Linked DNA regions of Zea mays: region 2 is linked to region 1. The links are chromatin contacts, called in public Hi-C maps. All regions are on one chromosome and are shown on one strand. Each heading gives the region's core, a stretch centred on a gene start, on an enhancer-like site or on the middle of the called end of the contact. The rest is flanking DNA. Distances are from core to core; before and after follow the strand shown.

Region 1 (6,183 bases), core at 880-3,379:
ACGGCTATAATTCACCGGACTGTCCGATGGTGCACCGGACTGTCCGGTGGGCCGTTCACAGGCGAACTCGTCGTTCTCGGGAATTCATCGTCGACGTACGGCTATAATTCACCGGACTGTCCGGTGTGCACCGGACTGTCCGGTGAGCCAACGGTCGGCAGGGCCAACGGTCGGCTGCGCGATCTGCGCGGGACACGTGGCCGAGCCAACGGCTAGAAGGGGGCACCGGTCTGTCCGGTGTGCACCGGACATGTCCAGTGCGCCAACGGCTCTCAGGCTGCCAACGGTCGACTGCGCCATTTATGGAAGGAAATCGGGCACCGGACAGTGTTCGGTGTGCACCGGACTTTCCGGTGCGCCAGTCGACAGAAGGCAAGATCAGCCTTCCTAGATTGCTCTCAACGGCTCCTAGCTGCCTTGGGGCTATAAAAGGGACCCCTAGGCGCATGGAGGAGGACACCAAGCATTCCTACAACATTCCTAAGCACCAAGACATCGATTCCGCGCCTTTGATTCTTTGCGATAGCAATTAGAGCTCTAGTTGAGTGGTGAACTCATTGAGTTGTGTTGTGAGCTCTCGTTGCAACTTGTGTGCGTGGTGTTCCTGTGGTTTCTTGTCTTGAGTGCGTTGCTAATCCCTCCCTTGATCCGTGCTTCTTTGTGAATTTCAAGTGTAAGGGCGAGAGGCTCCAAGTTGTGGAGATTCATCGCAAACGGGATTGAGAAAAGCTAGCAAAACACCGTGGTATTCAAGTGGGTCTTTGGACCGCTTGAGAGGGGTTGATTGCAACCCTCGTCCGTTGGGACGCCACAACGTGGAGTAGGCAAGCGTTGGTCTTGGCCGAACCACGGGATAACCACCGTGCCATCTCTGTGATTGATTTCTTGTGGTTATTGTGTTTTGTTGAGATTCCTCTCTAGCCACTTGGCATATACTATGCTAACGCTTAACCAAGTTTTGTGGCTTAAGTTTTCAAGTTTTACAGGATCACCTATTCACCCCCCCTCTAGGTGCTCTCACTCGGCCACGGCCACGGAAGACAGACTCGACCTCGACCTCGGAGGAGCCTCCACATCGCCCAACCTAGGGCGCGGACCGACCACGTCGACAGGAGGCGCCATCATTACCCTACCCCGAGCTGACTCAGGCTACGGGGAACAAGACCGGCGTCCCATCTGGCTCGCTCCGCCAGATAGGCAATGATGGCGTCCCGCACACTCTGTGACGACGGCGGCTCTCGGCCCCCTTACGGAAGCAAGAGGACATCAGCAAGGACTCGACGGCTCCGACAGCTGCCCTCTCGCCAGGCTCCAGCACTCCTCCGACGGCCACGACACCACACGAACCGGTTGCCAAAACCCCTCCGGCTGCCACGATGGCATGTACTTAGGGCGCTAGCTCTCCTCCGCTAGACACGTAGCACTCTGCTACACCCTCCATTGTACACCTGGATCCTCTCCTTACGCCTATAAAAGGAAGGACCAGGGCCCTTTTACAGAGGGTTGGCCCGCGCGGAGAAGGACGGGACGGCGCTCGCGCAAGGCCGCTCGCTCCCACTCCCGCGTGGACGCTTGTATCCCCCTACTGCAAGCGCACCCGACTCAGGCGCGGGGCTAACACGAAGGCCGCGGGATCCACACTCTCTCACGCCCGCCTCCCTCCGGCCGCTTCCTTTCCCCCCTTCGCGTTCCGCCTTGCGTCGATCCATCTGGGCTGGGGCACGCGGCGACAATTCACTCGTCGGTCCAGGGACCCCCGGGTTTCGAAACACCGACAATTACATTGCCGTTATTTCCAAGAGACTTCCCAAACTATCCTTTGGCACTTGGTAAAGAGCTCACCGAAAAAAAACACTTAGCAAATTATTTGACACTCACGAAGAGCCAAATTTCGGTAGTGATTTGGAAACAAAGGAAACATACGGACATAATAATTTGGCGAAAGCGAAAAGGAGAGTGGTAGTATCGATCAGATTATAATTATTAATCAGGCCAGCTGGGGGGACGCAATTAATTACCCTCCCAGATGCATACGGATACTGGTGCTAGCCTACCACCACTCGTGAGTTGAGTTCAGCACGCAGATGTTTGGACGGGATATATATAGGCGCGATGCAGCAGAGTAGACTGGGCATGGGCCACTACTGCTAGTGCTAGTGCTAGTAGCAGCGGCACAGCGCGGAGAGGCAGAGAAGTAGCCAAAGCCAAGTAGGAGGAGGAGGAGGAGGCAGGGCGCGGGGCGAGAGCTTGACGCGGCAACCACCGCTGCACTGCACTGCACCCCTCGCTCCTCCGAGCTCAGCAGCAGCAGCAGCAGCAGCTCGCTCGCGGCATGTCGCCATGTATGCTTTTGCTGGCGCCCGTCGCCCCCACCCTTTTCCCGTTCCCCTTCCCCGCTCGCGGATGAGATCTTTGGGTTTGGTTGGTTTCTTTAAGACCCGAGCGTCCAAATCACCCCTGTGCTACTGCTGTGCCTGCCTTTTCTTTTGATCCCAATTTCCTCCTTTTCCACCCCTGCCCTCCCCCAACACAAAGCGAGATTCTTGCTTGCTTGGCAGAGGTAAAGAGGGGGGGCCTATGGCTACCTAGCTATCTATCTGCTAGCGGCTCGTGCTACTATTCTTGCTCTCCCCCGATGATTGCTACTTGCAACGCATCTTATTTGACTTAATTAGCTTGCTTGCTTGCTTATGTTTTCTCCTTTTTCTCTCTCTTTTCTCATCAGGACTGTATATGTTTTCTCTGGTATATGTGTGTGTATACATCTCTCTCTCTCTCTCTCTCTTTTGCTGTGTGTCTGTGTTCCTCGTTGATCGATGATCATGCGTGTCGTCTGGGCTGGTCGACGATGAGCTATAGCTGGGTAGTATCAGTAGCTAGTAGCTATCCCCATGCATGGATCATATCACTGCTGGCCGGCCGGCCGGTGGTCGCTGAGCACTAACTACGTGCCTCTTGTAGCCATGTCAGGAAAGATTTATCTGGTCGGCCGATCGAGCTCCTCTCCTCCGAAGCACTGAAGCTCCAGCGGCTGCCCTGCCTGACAGCCACTCCGCACGACAAAATTAAAGTGACTTTCTCCTTCTCCCCTTGTTCGATCCTATTCCTTCCACTTCCACTCTCTCTCTTTCCTTCCCCGCCCTCTCCGCCGCGCTTCTGCTGATCCGTGTGCTGTGTGTGTGTGTGCGCGCGCGCGCTTCAACCTCAAGAAGCGCGGGCGATCAAGATGGCGCACGACCCCAGCCTGGGCTTCGCGGACTACTTCTCGGCGGCGGCGGCGGCGGGCGCCACGGCGATGGACGACGACGTCGGGGCGCCGGAGCTCTATGGCCTGCATGCCGACGACATGGAGTTCCTCGGCATGCGTGGCCTGGCCGCCATGCCCCCCGCCGCGGCACACCACCAGCACCACCACCATCACGGCCACAGCAAGGCCGGTGCGCTCCTCGACGACGACGACGCGGGGGTGGGGCCAGACGTCAGCGGCTCCGCGGACGACGCCACCATGCGCTTCCTGAGCGAGCAGCAGCAGCAGCAGCACCAGGCGCCGCTGTCGCTGTCGCTGTGCCGGCCGGACGTGGCGACGACGTTGCACGAGCAGCAGCACCTCGCCGGCGGTGGCTCCTCGTCCCGGTACCATCAGGAGCAGCAGCCGGCGGCGTGGGTGCAGCAGCAGCACGACTACTCGCCGTCGCCGCAGCAGCACGCGTGGCACCTGCGCAGCTCCAGGTTCCTCGTCCCGGCGCAGCAGGTCCTGCAGGAGTTCTGCAGCCTCCCCGTGGACAGCAGCAGCGCTGCCGCCTCCAGCAAGCGCGCCAAGGCCGCAAATAAGCCGGCCTCGCAGCAGCAGCAGCAGCAAGAAGACGGCGGCGGCGCCGAGGGGTCGTCGTCGTCGGCCTCCTGGGCGCCGTCGCCGCAGATCCAGGCCATGGACGCGCTGGAGCTGCAGCGGCTCAAGGACAAGCTCTACATCATGCTGGAAGAGGTGAGCAGCGCTATAGCTCGCAACCGACCGATCGCCGAGCGAGCTGGGCAGCTCGGGTCTAGCTAGATAGCTAATCCATGATTAATTAGGCTCTACTAGTCCAAGACGAATCTGAGGGGGGAGAATAAGGGGACAAAAAAAAAAAGCTAGCAGGAAAGTACTACTAGCAGCAGGAGTTCAATTATGGTTGCCGGAAGGGTGCACCTGCGACTAGGGCAGGGAAGGGACGCCATTCTGGGGCCTCGCCCTTCGCTTTTGGAAACCTCTATTCTCCCTCGCCCACCTTGGGGTATCTTCCATCCATCCATCGACCCTGGGGCTGGGGCTGGGGCTCGGGGTCCCCTCCCCTCCTCCCTCACCCCCGGCCGGTCATACATGCAGCTGTGCTGCGGCAGACTCGCCCGCACAGTCTCTGCACAGCGCTATGACTCTGGGAGTGCAAGGACCTGCTGCTGGCCTTTTCTTTCGCTTCTGCATGCTGCTAGGTGCTAGCTACTACTCCACTGTCCACTGCCTTCTTCTTTGCACGCCCATCCCCTTGCCATTCAATGTCTCGGGCTCGATCGATCGCACAGTAGTCACGCTCACGCAGGCAGAGGCAGTTTTTACTGGTACTGTGCTCAGCTGCGAGGCAGCCGCAGGAGCTCGGCTCAGCTAGCTCTCTCGCACGTGAAATGTTATTGGAGAGTTCTTCTAGTTCTAGGTGGGTTGCATGGGGTCACCACCACCGGAAGGGCGGCAGAGGCAGCAGCTGTGTGGGCAGTGGCAGAGTTACTGCACCGGCAGTTGTTACCGTTTCACTGTTACATTGGCCCTGCAGCTGGCCGGCCATGCATCACTTGTGTCTGTGTCCTTGCCAGTTGCCACTGCCTGTGCCTGCACCTGTGTCTGTGTGTGGTGGTAGTACGAATCTAGCTACTGGAACAACTGGAAATGCATGCATGCATGCATATGCATGGACGGACGCGTCTGTTAAAAATGTCCATTCGATGGAACCATGCATCCATGCACTTGCACTCGTTAATAATTTATATTTGCAGGTGGACCGGAGATACCGGCGGTACTGCGAGCAGATGCGGGCGCTGGCGGGCGGGTTCGAGGCGGTGGCCGGGGAGCGCGCGGCGGCGGCGTACACGGCGCTGGCGTCGCGCACCATCTCGCGGCACTTCCGGAGCCTCCGGGACGGCGTGGTGGCGCAGCTGCAGGCGGCGCGCAGGGCGCTCGGGGAGAAGGACGTGGCGGTGCCCGGGATGACGCGCGGGGACACGCCCAGGCTCAGGGTGCTCGACCAGTGCATCCGCCAGCACAAGGCGCTCACCCAGGCCGCCGGCATGATGGAGAGCCACCCGTGGCGCCCGCAGCGCGGACTCCCCGAGCGCGCCGTCACCATCCTCCGGGCGTGGCTCTTCGAGCACTTCCTGCACCCGTAAGCATGCTGCACTGCTTCTTCCAGCTAGCTGCGCGCTAGTGTGTGGTGTGATGATTTTAATTTCTACCCCGATAATCCTAGCTAGTATATATTCTGATGCATGCATACGTGCTAGCTAGCTTAACTTGATGGTCGACGTACCAGCTTGTTTACCTGTTAGCTAGGGATTACAAGAAGCTAACTGATTAAGGCTAGTTTTCTTCAACCAGGTTCGTTTTTATGTTTCATATGAACACAGCTAGTGCATGCAAGTAGCTATACAATAATACTACGATAGAGCAAGAAGCAACCGAGCTACCAAGCAAGCAAGCTAGTAACCACACGTCACTAACCTTGTCAGTAGTACGTGCTAGCGTAATTAGTTGGCACGCTGCACGTACGCGCGCGTGACCATTAGTTGCTTCCTGTGATGGTATGTATGTATGGTATCTTCCAGTCCGCTTAGGTTTCCACAGCTAGCTACCATTGTTCTTTCCGGACCACGGTTTTGTCTTCTTGGCCGGTACTGTGCATCAAACTAATTAAATGCTTGCTCAAATGGCCATTAGCTAGCCGGATGCTAGCTACTACTTGAGCATATAGACGTAATATTTCGTGTGTCCTTACTAAATCAGTGACTGTGCCACCAGCTAGCTATACCTGCCTTCCGACGATCCTCATGGTTTTCCTCTAGCTTGCTAGATGTTGATTTGTGTTTGGTTGAGCTAGATGTTGATTTGTGTTGTTAGTATTTTGCTTGTTTATTTTTTTAGAAAAATTAATAAACAAG
Region 2 (6,454 bases), core at 2,763-5,262, 220 kb after region 1:
GTTAGGGAAGGGAATTGCGTGGCATATGCTGCCAGAACATTGATGGAAATTTGCTCTCTGTATCGCAGCTGAGGCGAGCTCATGTATCATGTTTATTTGGAGGGATCTTCATACCACAGTTAACCTAATTGGAATGTTAGTTTATTACATGAACAGAAAATTCTGGCTCTGTATGGTAGCAAGTTAACAACAACAACAACAACAACAACAATGCATGTTATCTGGCTGCAATAATCGTGTAGGATTACAATTATACTTAGACATGCAACTTTTAATAGTCCAATTGCCATTGAGTGCAATTTACAAGCTACTAGGTCAGCCAGGGTTTGACCGGTGGTCCTTATTTCAAATTAGCACTTATGGCATGGCTACACTTGCACGATACATAGGAGCGTAGTTGTACCAGTTAACAACCATTAGTTGACAAAACACGCTGATCAGTAATGTCAACTTGAAGCCTGTGTCTTTTGAAAATAGCTGGAAATGGAGCAGGAAAACTGTGTCTTACCATTCTCAAACATGTAATATTTTACTCGAAATCCATCAGACGGTCAGTACCTTTCAGTTACCTTCTGGTTACCAGCTAGAGCCAGTATTCTGTTGATTTATGTTCTGGCTTTTGACTTGTCCCTCTGGTTTGTGCGGGGCCTTTACTGAGTGAAAGGTAAGCGACTTTAATTTGATTTCCTAGTGTACTGCCATTTGATTTCCAGGCTTTGTAACCCAAATTTTGCCACAACAACCCAGTTCCTGACTGAACAGCTCAGCCACTATACTAAAGTACTCCTTTTCCTTTTGCCTTAGTATGAATCAGTTTGTTAATGGTGGTGATAATATGTCTGTGATGATTTTAGCCTTTCGATAAAAAGGGATGCCGGCATCAGTTCAATGTATGGGCATTCTTGGGGCCATATACACTTGTCGGTATTATGATGCCGAGTGCTTTGAGTAAAGATATAACCTGGTGGGGCGCCCAGTGTTCCACAAAAGGATTACCGGGATGCGCCATATTCAAAGGTATGGTCGGCTCTTACTTATGTGCAGCTGCTGTCAAGTGCTGGGAACAAGATCTGTGGTAAAATCCGGTGTAGGGCACATTTGCTGGCCTCCTTGCTCCACTTCTTTTTACCACCTGTGCCCCACTGCCCCCGATACTGGGAAAGTTCTCTTCGTACTTTGTTTTTCTTTTGCGTCACTATATAATACTGTGTTGTGAGCCTCTCAATTTTCTGGGCATTCATTCATGCTGTTTTAGTTATACAAAAAAAAAGGCTCTATCATGCTGGAAGCTGGAACACAAGATGTGTTGAATCATTGTACACTTTGGCTGCGTTCGTAGATGCCTTTTTTTTGCAACAGAATGTGCTTAGATAGAAATATTTATGCGGAAATCTCTTTGTTCTTAATAATATATGGAGAATAAAGCTTTTATTTCTCCCCTGTCTTTATTTTCCTATTTGTGATCACTATGCCCGACCATCTGCATAAAGAGAAAATAGACACCCGGAAATTTTTGAGCGGTTCCTTTTTCACTGGCGCGTCACAGCTGAGGTTCTTTTTCTCCGCGGCCCATGGAATTGTTCGCTTTCCCTTTTTCACAGCTGGGAGAGAGCTGCCAATTCCGTGCCCCAGGCGGAATAAAATCAGCTGCATGGCGATGGCAATTCTGCTCTCCCAGCCATGAAAAGTCAACAGCTTCAAGAGGCCGGTAACGTACATGATCGGGCTACGTCTCGTATACTTTTATGTCTTTTTGTTTTGGACATTTTGAATACCTTTCGTCTGCTTTATTTTCCCTTTTCTCCTCCCATCTGCTGATGTCTTTCTTTTGTGAGCATTAATTATAGTGGTCGTTATTACATCCCTAATCTCATTCTGTTTATTGGATGGCAGCAGCTCTCCTACTCCTACCTCTCACTGCCAGTCCCCCTCCTTTCCCATATGCATTTAAAATTACTGCTAAACCCCGTTCCTTGATCAGTGACAGTGCTGTCAAGAGTTTAATTTGTGCCGCCAAACATGAAGAAGCATCTAGTGCCTAGCCTAGCAGGTTAACTTTAACTTAACCCTGCAGTTATTTTCAGTATCTTTTAAATGCAAGCCGAGAGACAGAACAACTGCACGAGTGGAACCGGAACATGAGCCTGGGACGGCGAACTGCTATGTCCGGGTGTCGTCGTTGCTACACGCTACACAGACAGTCTCCTCTACTTTGTTCCAGGGTTTCTCTAGCTTTTGTGAAAGTCGTGGACCATGCGTGTTCAGTGCTCTTGATCCTTGAACCGTATTCTCTCTGTCACCTTTGCCACCGCTAATCATGCATAGCCCAAGCCCCAAGCCTGCCACACACGTCCCGTGGCTCCATGATCTGAACGATCCAAGCCGATGCCCGAATGCTATGGCCCCAATCCGAGATTGGACAACGACGTGACATGATAAGAAAAAACATATGTGGTTCTTCCTCTTTCTCCGAGTTTCCCTTTTCACAGCCTATTTAGAACCGTAGCATTAGCTATAACTGTTTGTTACAAATTACAATGACAATGATTGGGAAAAGCCTAGCAATTCCAAGAGACTCTTTATATTTTTTTTCTAATTATTAAAAATAGGGTTCTTTTCAAAAAAAAAACTCTTCAACAACTTATTTAAATAATTATCAAAATATAGATATCTTAGAGTATCTCCTAGAGTATTTCTAAATTTCACTCTCTAAAGTATCATTTAGAGAATCATTTGCATAAAAAATATTTTCTATATCCTTTCAATCTCCAACGGCCTTTCAATGGTTGTAGTTGTTTTGGATTATAATATGTACAGATTATATAATATAGTGTAAATAATCTAGTAGGTAACAAACACCTAGATATAGGTCCAGATTATACAATCTAAAACTCATATTGTGATAATCTTATAATCTCCTTAAGAGTAGCTTATTTGAAATCATTTTTGACAAAAGACCCTGTACTCATGGTTATGTTCATAAAATTACAACCTCTGTCATTTTTTCTTCTTTCCCTAAATCACACGCACGCGGGGTATTATTGTCTTTGTGTCTCAAAAATCAATAATCTTCATTTATATAATTTGGTCATTCAAACAGCTACACATAGATTATATTTTTTGCAGATTATAACCAAGAATATATAATCTAGATTATATAATATATAAGCTAAAACAAATATGCCATATATCTTGTTTGCACGAGCCATTTATGTTTTCTATATTTGGCTAGCGAGAAACCCGGAATAGAATTTGACTATATTTAGATAACATGTTGGAGGGTATTTTTAAAATAAAAAATATTTATATAGATTAGAAGAATATGCTCTTATATTCTGGGGTTCTCGCTAGCCAAAGATAGAAAACGCGAATAACTCTTTAGTGTGTAAATAAGATAGAAAAGTTGTTGGATATAGGAAGTGATTACTTAGAGAGTAAACTTTAGAAAGACTCTTGGAGATGCTCTAAAACTGTATGTGGAGCTATAACGGTTTAGTTCATAACCGTCGAATAACGAAAAAAATTCCGCCCCCGTGATTGAGTCTAAAAATGAGACGGTTCTTAGACAGAGTGTGTAAAATAAGAGACGTGGAACTATAGATGATATTATTACTGTTCGGTTAGAGAAGTTTAAAATATAGAATAAGATAGAGAATGAAACATGAATCTGTGGAGATTAGGGCCAAAATCCATCCTTGCTATCCTCCAAAGAGGTGAAGTTGACCGGATAACACCTGAGCCTGAATAGTATTGAATACAAACCATCGTGCCTTTTGTACGTACGTATGTTTGTTTGTATCTGTCGATAATCCGTCCGCGCCCAGCGACCTGAACATCGAAACCCGAGACGAGACCTTTTTTTTTCCTTCACGGGACAAGAAAGACTCAATGAATCTGTTGCCATGACAGCGATAACAAGCGTAATAAACGGGAGGGAGGGAGGGAAAATAGAAATAGAACAAAATTGCTGGGTAAAAGAAAATAGAAGCGCGGCACGAGGACAAGGGGCAACATGGACATTGCGCCCGATGCCACAACCACAAGCCCACAGAGACGGACATTGCGGCGCGCGCCTATATCTTCGCTTTGCCCATGCCGTGCACGCCCCTCCTCAGCGCTGCCACTGCCACCGCGCCGTCTCCCGTCCCCCGTCCGCGCGCGCGCGCGCACGCACGCCGGCCAGGCCCAGGCCCAGGCCCTCATGGAGGTCGGTCCGACGCAGCAGCGCCTCGGCGACAGCTTCTCCCGCGGGTGGCTGGCGAAGCGCGGCGCGCGGGCGCCGTCACTCGAGCACCTCGTCGCCGACGCCGACCTCGGCCATTCCTTCGGCAGCTCCAGGTCGTCGTTCATCGACATGGACCCCGCCGCGCTCTTCTCCATGCGGTGGACGGCCACGGCCGCGCCGCCGCCGGAGAGCGACTTCGAGTTCGGGCTTATTATTCCCGGTGGCGTGGGCGGGGGCAGTGACCCCCCGTCCCCGGCGCTGGTCAGCGCGAGCCGCCGGGTCATCCGCGACGGCCGCCTCGTCCCCGGCGACCCGCTGTTCTGCTCGGCCCGCAGCGCGCCGGCCTCCCCGTCCCCGAGCCCGTGCTGCGGCGGGAGGGCCGCCGCCGCCGGGAGGCGCTCGTCGTGGTGGAAGATGCCGCTGCAGTACCTCCGGTTCCTCCTGCCGCTGTACCGCAAGGTGAGGGCCCTGCGGCGTCTCCCGGCGCCGAGGCGGCGGCCCCGCGTGGCGCCGGCCAGCCCGGCGCGCGCGTCCGCGTCCAGCCTCGACTGGTGCCACGGCAATGCCGACACCGCCGTCCGCGACGCCATCCTCTACTGCAAAAAGTGCAGCGTACGTCCATGGCCCCTCCACCGATGATCAGTCCGCTCCATCCTCTCCCAAGACTCCAAACTGACACTGCCGTTCCCGCACACTTTTTCAGGCCGCCGGACAACAAGACGCATAGCACACGACCTTGTCACGTGAAGTCCTCCGAGCCGTCCGTCGCCCTGTGCCGTCTCGTCACCGAGCTCTTTGTCTGCTCATCGTCTGTCCGACGTGATGGCGGTCATGGCATCGCCCTGTGCCATCTCTATACCACACCTCGCACAAAGATTACAGCGTCCGTGTATTTGAACTGCCGCGTGAATGGCTCGTGATGTACAGTTTAAAATCCAAAGTTTAAACATTAATCCGTAGAAACGAAACGGAGTCGGCCTTTTCTGCCTCACGTACCGGTGGTGGTGGCCTGGTGGGGGTGCCGGGGAGGGAAGGAATAGTAAACAGATTGCGGCAGCGACTGAAAGCGTCATTATTCCAGAAGAAATCCTCGGCTCTTTATACTGCTGACCTAGCACTCGTTTAGCACGTTGTGCTTGGCGCTCTCCGACCGTAAATTGAATTCGTTTGGTCGGCTCAACAAAAAATTCGCGTTGAACCAGGGCCATGCTTGAGATTTCAGTGACCCCGGACGAAAGTTTATATATAGACCATTTTGTCCCATATATATATATATATATATATATATATATATATATATATATATATATATATATATATATATATATATATAATAGTTATGTATATATATATATATATATATGTAATTATAAACACACATTTCGACCTATTGGGCGGCCGGCCGGCTCGACACCCCTCAGGCCTGCGTTGAACAGAGCCACACCACGCACGGGATCTGTCCGGACGAGGTTGAGAAGCAGGTGCAGGTTTAGACAGTAAACTAGCGTCCAAAGTGTGTCTCCATCTCCCATATATAATCAGAAGAAGGACGAGCCGTACTCGTTTACAAAAGGATAAAGAAAAGAAGCTGGAACCTGACCAGGAACAGCAAGCAAGATCAACAATCTCGCGCCATATATATTTGCACTCAGAAAATCTTTGACAGTCTGTGCCGTCCGAAACAAAGGCTTCTTCTTATTTCTTTTTTTTTCTCTTTCCTTCAAAATTCAGTTAGTACGTAATCAGCTTCCTCCGTACACAGGCTATAGAAATAGAATTAAGCAGGCAGGCAGATGCCGTCTGAGGGCGCCACTGGGATGCGCGATCTGGCATGCATGCTCCGACTAAGATGGCCAAACGGGCCGCCCGGCCCGGCCCGGCCCGGGCCCGGTGAAGCCCGGCCAAAAACCGGGCCGGGCCTGCTGTGCCAGCGGGCTTAATTTTCTGTCCAAGCCCGGCCCGCAGCGGGTCTAAACGGGCCGGGCCGGCCCGTTTAGCACGAAAAAACGGGCCGAAAAGCGGGCTAAACGGGCCGGTAAGCACGTTTTAGTGTAAAAAAACCGGGCTTAACGGGCTTAGAGGTAAACGGGCCGTGTCGGGCTAGCCCGCCGTGCCTAGTTTCCTGTCCAAGCCCGCCCGCTTATTCTACCGTGCCAGGTTCGGACCGGGCCCAAAAAGCGGGCTTCGTGCTGGGCTCACGGGCCTCGTGCTTTTTGGCCATCTATAGCT

What was found. Hi-C and Micro-C count contacts between places; a contact is called where the count stands out from the background.
Region 2: a Hi-C map of leaf shows a contact between it and region 1, with 7 times the contacts expected there. The contact joins the promoter of LOC103631208 here to the promoter of LOC100281788 in region 1. A contact is called at or near these places in 2 of 25 Hi-C or Micro-C datasets (ear and leaf).

Annotation. Positions count from the first base shown.
Region 1 is chr1:5,153,949-5,160,131 of Zm-B73-REFERENCE-NAM-5.0, forward strand. It overlaps LOC100281788, which reads left to right and starts at 2,130. Exons shown (of 6, transcript NM_001368098.1): 1 at 2,130-2,342; 2 at 2,962-3,070; 3 at 3,210-3,985; 4 at 5,026-5,411. The coding sequence starts at 3,227.
Region 2 is chr1:5,372,164-5,378,617 of Zm-B73-REFERENCE-NAM-5.0, forward strand. LOC103631208 reads left to right here and starts at 4,013. Exons shown (of 2, transcript XM_008652169.4): 1 at 4,013-4,837; 2 at 4,929-5,473. The coding sequence starts at 4,013. The coding sequence ends at 4,952.